2 separate regions of the Rattus norvegicus genome follow, and region 1 is linked to region 2. The links are chromatin contacts, called in public Hi-C maps. All regions are on one chromosome and are shown on one strand. Each heading gives the region's core, a stretch centred on a gene start, on an enhancer-like site or on the middle of the called end of the contact. The rest is flanking DNA. Distances are from core to core; before and after follow the strand shown.

Region 1 (4,619 bases), core at 1,353-3,852, 170 kb before region 2:
TGTTGCTTGGCGCTGAGAATGATGGTTATGCACCTGTGTTCCCGTTCCAGTCTAGATTGCCACTGGCCCACCACCACCAATACACAGTCTGACCTTACACACCAGAAAGTAACACAAAGTGTATTATGAACAAAATGAGGAGGTAACGTGTTTGGTGGGACCTGGTAGGACACGCAGGAACTAATAGGAACATCCTATAGGAGAAGTCATGCAAGTACAGGTGTTCTTATTCTGGGTCTGTGAGAAGGGGCTCCCACCAACCTGTATTAATGTGTATTTCTAATCAGTGCAGTTTCATGTTATTAGAGGGTGAGAAAGCAGGCTGGGCACAAGGTGAAGGGGGTGTGGGTGTGTTGCGGGAGGGGACACAGATGACAAAAGATGATCTGTGTGGCAGGCCAGGCTGATGAGACCCTGCAGGGACGGGGGAGGGTGAAATAGTCAGACGTTTAGTTGCTGGATGAAAGGAAGAACCTCACATAGACACAGGGCAAGGCAACATTTTCCTGGGTGTGGTGTCTACAACTATTACACAGATAAAAGTTCTGAAGAAAACAAGGAGATGGCTCAGGTGGTAAACTGTCACACAATTGTGGTGGGGCCCTGAGTTCCATGCCCAGCATCCCTGCCAAGTGTGGTGTATGTGCCTGAAATCCTACACGGGGAAGGAGAGACAGGGCAATCCCTACAGCTCACTGGCCAGCCGGTCTAACTAAACAATGGGTGAGCTCTAGGTTCACGAGGAACTTTGTCTCCAAAAGAAAAGAAAGAAAGAAAGCAAAGAGGAGAGGGGAGGAGGAGGAAGCAGCAGCCACCAATATTGGCTTCTGGTCTCCACATGTAATGATGTGAACACACGTCTTTAAAGGTCATTCTGGAGTAAAGGGTAAAGAGCCTCTAAAGCACTGTCCCCCAAGAGTCCCCCTAACTGTGAGCCTGTGGAGGCCTGCTGTTATCTGTCCCTCATCTAGCGCGACTGTGTGCACATGGAGGTCAGAGGACAATTTGCAGGAGTTGGTTATTTTCTTCCACTGTACGGATTCCAGGAATCGAACTCAAGCCATCACGCTTGGCAGCAAGCCCCTTTACCTGCTGAGCCTTCTCACTGGCCCCTCTATCTTGTTTTTTGGAAGGTAAGTTTTCATTGAACGTAAAGATCAATAACTGGCTGTCAGGCCTCCAGGACTCTCCAGTATCTGTCCTACTCCTTGCTGGTGTTCCAGGCGTTCGCCGATGTCTGTCCTTTACATGGGTGCTGGAGAGCTAAACTTCATGCCTGCATGCGAGCACTACACTCTCCTCAGCCTCACTTCACCTCGTTTCTTAAAATCATGGTCTCTCACTGCACCTGAAGCTTAACAATTTGGTCCCCAGTGCTGGGACTGGATTACAGACAAGTGTATCCCACCACACCCAGCTTTTTGGGTGTTGGGAATGAACTACAGTCCTTACATTGCACTGAGCTGACTGAGCCTATTATTTGTAAAGGCCAATCCAATGTGAGTAGTCTGAATGAGCCAAGCCAGCCCCAGGGATGCAAGATGCTAGGGGTTCACTATTTATTCTCCAGTAAAGATGATATTACAGGGAAAGCAGGTATTTAAATAGAGAAGTTAATGGAGGACCCTTTGCTAGGAGTTTGGGGTGATTGCCAGGACTGAGTTGAGGTCCTGAACCTACTCTTCTATAGGAGGGGCCCGCAGATCAATTATGGGGCCTCTCTGAAAAGCCTCTGCTGCTCTATTACAACTAAGAAGATGAAGTCATGGAAACTGTTGCAGTATTAAGACAGGTCAAAAGTGAAGGCTCTCAATATGAAGCCATATAAAGTTTCCTCCCCGAGTTTCCCAGGCAGCATTCGGATCTTAAAACATTGCACTGTTTGTCCCGACAGAGCTATTGGCGAGTGGAGGGCCCTCCAGTGTAGCACAGGGCTGGTTGGTTTGCATGCAGATCTTGGCTTTGCAAATGGCAGCAAACATCATTGATATGGCCTCACCCTACGCCACACCCAGTGCACAAACTGCCTGGGGCTCTATCCAGATATGCTTATAAAATGAAAGGCCTACAGTTTGACAAGTAAAACAAAGAATTCATTTTGCTTTTGTGTTTCTGAATTTCCCATGCTGCAGAAAGAAGGAAACAAGCCACAAAGAAAATCCCAAACGGCCATTTCCTGCTGCGGACCTTGGGGAGCACTCTGATATGCCCCGAGGGAAGAGAGCCTAAGCAAATAATGCTGCACATTTAGTGAGACCGAAGACCAGATTCCTCTGATCCTGAGGTCAGCCAGAAGACTTGATGGGAGGGGCACTGGGGCACAGCAGTCACTCAGTACCTTCTGGGTTACAGCTGGCACTCAGAGCAGATCAGAGGAAATGGGAGTGGGAACTGGGAAGATGTGCTGTGAGGATCAGAGGTGAAGGAGTCAATTATGGACGGCTCCAAAGTGTACTTGGGAAGACAGTTTCTCTGGTACTCCAAACCCAGCATGAGGAACATCACAGCAGACAACAGAGGTCACTGTCTCACATCACATACATATCCTAACGCAGGAATTTTGCTTTTTGGAACAGGGTTTCTCTACGTAGCCCTAACTGGGCTACGACTCACTATGTAAACCAAACTGGCCTTAAACTCACAGAAGTCTGAGACTGCCTCTGTGATGTAGGCTTATCCTCTTATGCAGCAGGTCTGTGTCCTGACAAGTGTGAGGACCTGGAGGCAGGGAAGTCTTCAGGAACCTCACGTGCTGCCTCAACTCAGCAGACACCTCATCGTGCTGGGGGCTTAAGCTCTGTCACAGCAGTGAAGAGCAAGAACACAGAGAGCAATCAAGGACCCTACTTCAATACCTGTCAGGCTGGAGCCCCAGCCAGGGCTACACAGTAAGACCCTGTCTCAAATAAGTGGGAAAATAAGACCAGGCCCCACAATGATCGCGACTGAATGCAACGCCAATAAAAATCCTAAGACACAGCATAGATAGATTATGGAAAGACAAAAGGACGTGATAATTAAAACAAGATTCCCTATAAAGTAGAGTGGTCAGGTCAGCAGTTAACAGTACTTGTGATTAGTTTCTATGTCTCCTTAGGTCTAGGGATAGAACAGAAATAACAAAAGGGCTGGCACAAACATGGCTGGCTTGCTCACAAATGTGCAGAGCAAGCCCTGAAACAAGGGGAGTTTTCCATAAAGAATGAAAAAGTTGAAAAAACTGGAATGTAGAAAATAATACAATCCTGAGTATATTTTATTTCATTTTTTTTTTTTTGAGAATACCCTTGGCTGTCCTGGAACTCAGAGGGCATGCACATCACACCTGGCCCCACCCCAGAACTGAAACACTTTATTTTAAAAATTAATCTAAAAATGGATCATGATTCTAAATAGAATAGGAACGTTTTTAGGAAGAAATTTAAAAATCCTCAGTACTTGAGGTTAATTTAGCAATATCTATAAAAGAAAAATTGGCAACCTGGACTTTATCAAAATTAAAAGCGTTTACTCTGTAATATGGTGTTAACAGGATAAAATGGTAGACAGGTGCCTGTAATGCCAGCATTTGGGGGTAGAGACAGGGATGTCAGGAGTCCATGGTTCTCCTTGGTTCCATAACCAGTCCAAGGATAGTTGGGGCTACATGAAACTCTAACACATATAAACAAGGGGGGAAAACCCTCAAAACAAACAAACAAAAATCCCTGAGAGGCTGGGTCGGGAGACGGTGCAGTAGCTAAGAGCCCGTGCTCTTGCAGAGGACTCGGTTTGGTTCACAGCCACCCAAAACTCTAGGTCCAGGAGGCCTGAAGCTCTCTTCTGACTGCCGAGGGTACCGGGCATGCACACAGTTGCATATACAGACATGCAGGAAAAACAGTTAAATAAATCTTGGGTTTTTTTTTTTTAAATTGTTGGGCATGGTGGTGCACACACACCCCCTCCCTTTTTTGGTGCATACTTTTAAACCCAGCATTAAATCCCACAAGCAGATCTCTGTGACTTTGTAGCCAGCTTATTCTACAGAGCAAGTCACAATACAGTCACTCAGGCTACAGACCCTATCTCAAAGGAAAGAGAAAGGGAAAAGACCTCAAAACAAGCAGACTGGTCTACAGCAGATCTCTGGTCACAGTAATACGGTCGAGGGGGCTTGACTGGGCTCTGTTTCCAGTTCAAGAATGAAAGGAGCCGGCAGAGTGGATAATTACCATTTCATTTATATATGGGAATTTGGCTGATGGCAAATCTCATTTCAAATTAATGGGGAAGAGATGGCTGTGATATTTATAAACATGCTTTACCCATAGCTCATAACTTCTTCCCAAGGTAGCACAGAAACTGGGATTTCTCTTCCTCAAAGCAGATCAGGAAAGCTCTTTTCCCTTCCTCTGTTTGGAGCTGGCCATCATGAAATCCTGTGACTTGCCTTGTCAGAGTAATCCTTAGCAAGGAAAGAATTCTGCATGGAGAACAACTGGAAGGGACAGGGCTCACTGGGTTTCCCCACTCAGTCTGTGGGCATTAGACTCCTTTCCTCCAGTCCCTGCCACAACTCCATGGCTGCCTTTGCTACAGTAAAGCCACTCTGCTACAATGCAGTCTCCAGGGAAACC
Region 2 (4,863 bases), core at 1,801-4,300:
TGAAGGTATTTTCTTTTGAATGAAAATTTGATAATCTTTTGTACCTATATGCAGATTGAAGATATGACTGTGTACCTGTGTTAGGTATTAGGAATTGAATCCAGGGCCCTGTACATGCTAACCACATGATCTACTCCTAAGATCTACTTCCAGCCCAGTTTGTTAATGAGAATTTATCAAACTCATTTTTGTAAAATGTCTACTTCAGAATAAATGCTGAATGGTCATAGCAAAATTATCATTAACACTGTCATTATCACCGTGATACAGCTCACATAATACAGGTGATACTCAGTGTCTGATTGACAGAGTCACCTGGGAGAGGGGCCTCTGATCTTGCCTGTGGGGAATTATTTTTATTACACTAATTGAAGCAGAAAGACCCGCCCACCATGGGTGGCACCATTTCCTGCGTGGGATCCTGGCTGCATCAGTGGAGAGCTGGAGTGGACCAGTAAGTAGACTGTATTCATTGCTGTCTCTCTTCCTGATTACAAAGGCCAGAATGGGACTTCCTGACCCAGCCCCTGCTGCCTTCATTTTCCTGCCACATTGGACTATAATCTGGAACTGTGAGCTAGAATAAACCATATCTGAAATTGCTTTTGTTGAGATATTTTATTACAGTGGCAGGGAAAGAAAGGACAATTTATGAATATATGTGATATATTGGACTAATAGCTATTTATAACCAGAATATGTCTATTATAATATAGAACACCAGGGCACATGATTCGTATCAAGTTCTCAGTTAACACTTACTAAACAAACAAACAAACAAACAAAACCCCCAGCTTAGCTCGGCACAGAGGCACCTGCCTGTGGAACTTGGGAGACAAAGAAAGGGGAAGGGGGCAGCGCAAAAGAGAGCTCACACGCTTCATCAAATGGCCCCGCCACATCAGGCTGCAGCAGCCAAGAGCCATCCTCCACAAGCAGCTCAAAGTACTTCCTGCCATTAACCAGTTGACCCAGGCTCTGAACAGGCAAACAGCGACTCAGTTGCTTAAGCTTGCCCACAAGTACAGGCCAGAAACAAAGCAAGAGAAGAAGCAAAGACTGCTGGCCCACTCTGAGAAGAAAGCTGCTGGCAAAGGGGACATCCCAACTAAGGGACAGCCTGTCTTCCAAGCAGGGGTCAATACAGTCACCTTGGTAGAGAACAAGGCAGCTCATCTGGTGGTAATTGCCCATGATGTAGACCCTATTGAGCTGGTGGTTGTCCTGCCTGCCCTGTGTCGAAAGATGGGGGTGCCCTATTGCATCATCAAGGGAAAAGCCAGGCTGGGCACCTGGTCCACAGGAAGACGTGCACCACTCTTGTCTTCACACAGGTTAACTAGGAAGACAAGGGTGCCCTGGCTAAGCTGCTAGAAGCTATTAGGACCAATTATAATGACAGATATGATGAGGTGGAAGGAAAGGACTAACACTACAATATGTCAAGTATTTACTGAATATGGGATTTTTCCCCATGTTTCCTTCTAAGGTAGGTACTGCTGTATTCTCTGTCACAGACAGGAAACATGTTTGTAGACGTTATTGACTTCCTAGTCATGCAGCTATTATGTTTTGGTTTTTTGAGACAGGGTGTCTTGATTTTCTATTGCTATGAAAAGACACCATGACCAAGGCAACTTATAAAAGACGGCATTTAATGGGGTCTTGCTTATAGTTTCAGGGGGTTTAGTCCATGATCATCATGGCAGGAAGCATGCTGGAATGGTGCCAGAGTAGCAGCTGAGAGCTTGTCATCTAGTCCACAGTCACATGGCAGAGGGAAGGGGGGAGGGAGATGAGAGAGAGAGAGAGAGAGAGAGAGAGAGAGAGAGAGAGAGAGAGAGAGAGAGAGGACTCTGAACCTAGTGTGGGTTTTTGAAACCTCAACCCTCTACCACATTCCTGCCAGTGACACACTTCCTCTAACAAGGCCACATCACACAAGTGGGGACCAAACATTCAAACACACGAGTCCATTGGGGTTATTCTATTCAGACAACCACATAGGGTCAGTCTCGTGTATCCTTGGCTGGCCTTGAACGCACATGGATGCACCTCCTCCTGCCTCCACTTCCTGCGTGCTAGGATTAAAGGTGTGTGCGGCCCGCCACTTTTAATCCGTGCTGGAGGTAAGAGATGCTTTTATCTGTTTTACTATATTTCAGTTTCTCTATCTTATAAGGAGTAGGGTTTTTTTGTTGTTCTTATTTGCTTGTTTTTAAAACTGTCTAATGTAACTCAGGCTGGCCTCAAACTTGCTATGTAGTTGAGGATGACCTTGAACTCCTGATCTTCCTGCATTCATCTCCTGAGTGCTGAGATTACAGGTGTGCATCACAATTTCCAGCTCTAACAAGCTGGGTAGCTGGGTATGGAAGCACATACCTGTAATCTAGCATTCAGGAGGCCGAGGCAGAAGGATTGGGCCAGAGCTACATAACATGACCCAGTTTCAGAGAGAGAGAGAGAGAGAGAGAGAGAGAGAGAGAGAGAGAGAGAGAGAGAGAGAGAGAGAGAGAGAGAGCCTATGAGCCAGTGAGGCTATAATTCTCTCCCTTCTGACTATATAATACATGTTATAATTAGAGAGAAATTTCATTCATTTGGACTCTAAAAATGCACAATTTGTGACTATCTTGGTCATATTGCACTGAAGTGTCTGTCATGGGGAATAGAGGATGTAAAACACAATGGCACCACTGAGCAGACAAATGGTGCCTTCAGGTCCTGTAAGTTGACATGTATGTTAACCACTTTTTAAAATATTCATTGCTTTTGTCTGAACGCAGAACAACAAGCCCGGATTTATTCAGCAAAGAAGCTCCTGCTCATACGGCATTAAGCGGCAACTGAATTGATTCCGAAGGAAATAATATCCAACTTCAGATCGGCTCTTGGGAAATGTTCAAAGCGAGTGGTTGAGAGACAATTTTTCGGAGAAAATACATCAGCTATTGTAAGTGCCGGGAGGAAGGAGGGAAGACTCATGATCTAGAAATGTGACTGGAATCGATATGTAAGAGGTTTTTGGTGACATCAAGAGGCTAGTTTTGGTAGTGTGGTATGAGCGGGAGCAAACTTTCAGGGACCTAAAAAGTGACTAAGTAGTAATGGAACCTCCTTGAACCTATCCATTCAACTATTCATCAGAGAAACAAAGGAGGCAAAGACAGTAATGAACCGGGCGGTAACAGTAAATACAAGTGAGGATTTTTGCACAAGGAGAGAGGGGTTCTGCACGCCTGAAGAGGAAGAAACAGTGGTACTGGGAAAGGCCAGATAGGGAAGAAACAATATTAAAAACAGGCGTTTTCCAAATGCAGTCTTTTTGAAATATAAGTAAGAAAATGAGAAAATGAGAAAGTGAGCCCCACGCTGAGAAGAGACATTTTCAAGAATGTGGGAAAGTATACTAAGAATGTATAAGGCCAACCACAAGAACAAGCAGCCCACTAAATGAGAAAATGGACAAAAGATTTGATCAGATAAGCCATAAAAGATGTAGTAGGGACAACAGAAAAGGACACACAATCATATTCGACACCAATTGTCATCAGGAAAATGTAAATTAAAATAACAGTGTGATGGTACTACATTTTCATAACTATTAGAATACCCAGATTTAAAAAAATAAAGACAACAGAACAACAGACCCTCCCATACATTGCTGGTGGGAAAGCAAAGAGGTGCAGCCACACTGGTTAAGAGATGAGTCATTTTTCACCAAATGGATACCTGCCAAATGCCCATCAGCTGGTTAAACGAGTTGTGGCATTCAGTGGGATATTGTTTAGTAATAAAAAAAGAAGAAACTGATATGCAATTGCATTAGTGACTCTTCAAAGCATTATGCTGTTCAGTATGGTGGTAAGTACAGTCCTTACATTTATGAGAAGGATTGCTAGTTTAAGGCCAACTTGGGCCACCTAATAAGATTATATAATCTATAAATAAACAACAGAAGCACGCTGCCTTGTGAAAGAAAACAGACTTAAAGGACTCCATTTATATTTCATTCTGGAAAAGGGGCGGAGGGGAGAGGGAAATCCAACAGTATTTGTCAGGGACTGAATGTGGAGGTCAACCTTGAATGAAAAGGTGCAAGCTTACTCTTTAGGGTGCTAGAGATAAAACTACCTTGGTTATGTTTTTTTAAAGGTCATAGAACTTTACAACTTAAAATGATGAATTTTACTATATATAAAGTATACATTAACTCCTGGGTATAGTGGTGCATGTCTTTAATCTCAGCACTTGGGAGGCAGAGGCAAGCAGATATCTGAGTTCAAGACCAGGATAGCCAGGACTCCATGAGCCTTGGACATCGACATGACCTCCAGCTGCAGCCCAGTCCACAGATATCCACATGAACCTCATGCTTCAATACGGCCTGAGGCCACAGCATGGACCACAGGTACCAACATAGCTTGGGGGAGGGGGTAACACAGACCATGGAGGGCTTTCAAAGCGGTCCAATCCAGAAAATTAATCATCATTATCTCAGACATCCATCATTGCTCCATCATGTGGCTGGGCACCATGTTGGGCTCTGAGTTAGCAAATGCTCCAAGCTGCTGCACACTGCCCTGCCAACCCTACCAGGCAGCAATACGTTCCCCAGTCAAGCCCAGCCTTCTCCCACACAGATCACTGCCCTCAGGTCTCTAGTTCTGCCTCTCCACCATTCCTCCATCTTCCTCATCTCTCCACCTCATAGTCATCCATCACAGTGGCATTAGAAGCTGTAGTCTGGGGGCTGGGGATTTAGCTCAGTGGTAGAGCGCTTGCCTAGGAAGCGCAAGGCCCTGGGTTTGGTCCCCAGCTCCGAAAAAAAAGAACCAAAAAAAAAAGAAAAAAAGAAAA

What was found. A called contact is a pair of places that touch in the nucleus more often than the background predicts.
Region 1: a Hi-C map of the A7r5 cell line shows a contact between it and region 2, with 5 times the contacts expected there. The contact joins two enhancer-like sites. A contact is called at or near these places in 5 of 12 Hi-C or Micro-C datasets (the A7r5 cell line, the Rat2 cell line, Schwann cells and 2 more).

What each region holds. Positions count from the first base shown.
Region 1 is chr18:28,277,889-28,282,507 of GRCr8, reverse strand. The region is part of intron 2 of Cystm1 (cysteine-rich transmembrane module containing 1); the gene reads right to left. Among named protein-coding and RNA genes, the nearest start is that of Cystm1, 54 kb to the right of the region's middle. Within about 2 kb of position 2,602, at least 9 of the 93 cell types and tissues checked have an H3K27ac peak or open chromatin away from gene starts, as enhancers often do. A contact at or near this core is called in the A7r5 cell line, where this site is marked.
Region 2 is chr18:28,109,153-28,114,015 of GRCr8, reverse strand. All of the region lies in intron 3 of LOC120098187 (a long non-coding RNA gene), which reads right to left. Among named protein-coding and RNA genes, the nearest start is that of Nrg2, 39 kb to the right of the region's middle. Within about 2 kb of position 3,050, at least 2 of the 93 cell types and tissues checked have an H3K27ac peak or open chromatin away from gene starts, as enhancers often do. A contact at or near this core is called in the A7r5 cell line, where this site is marked.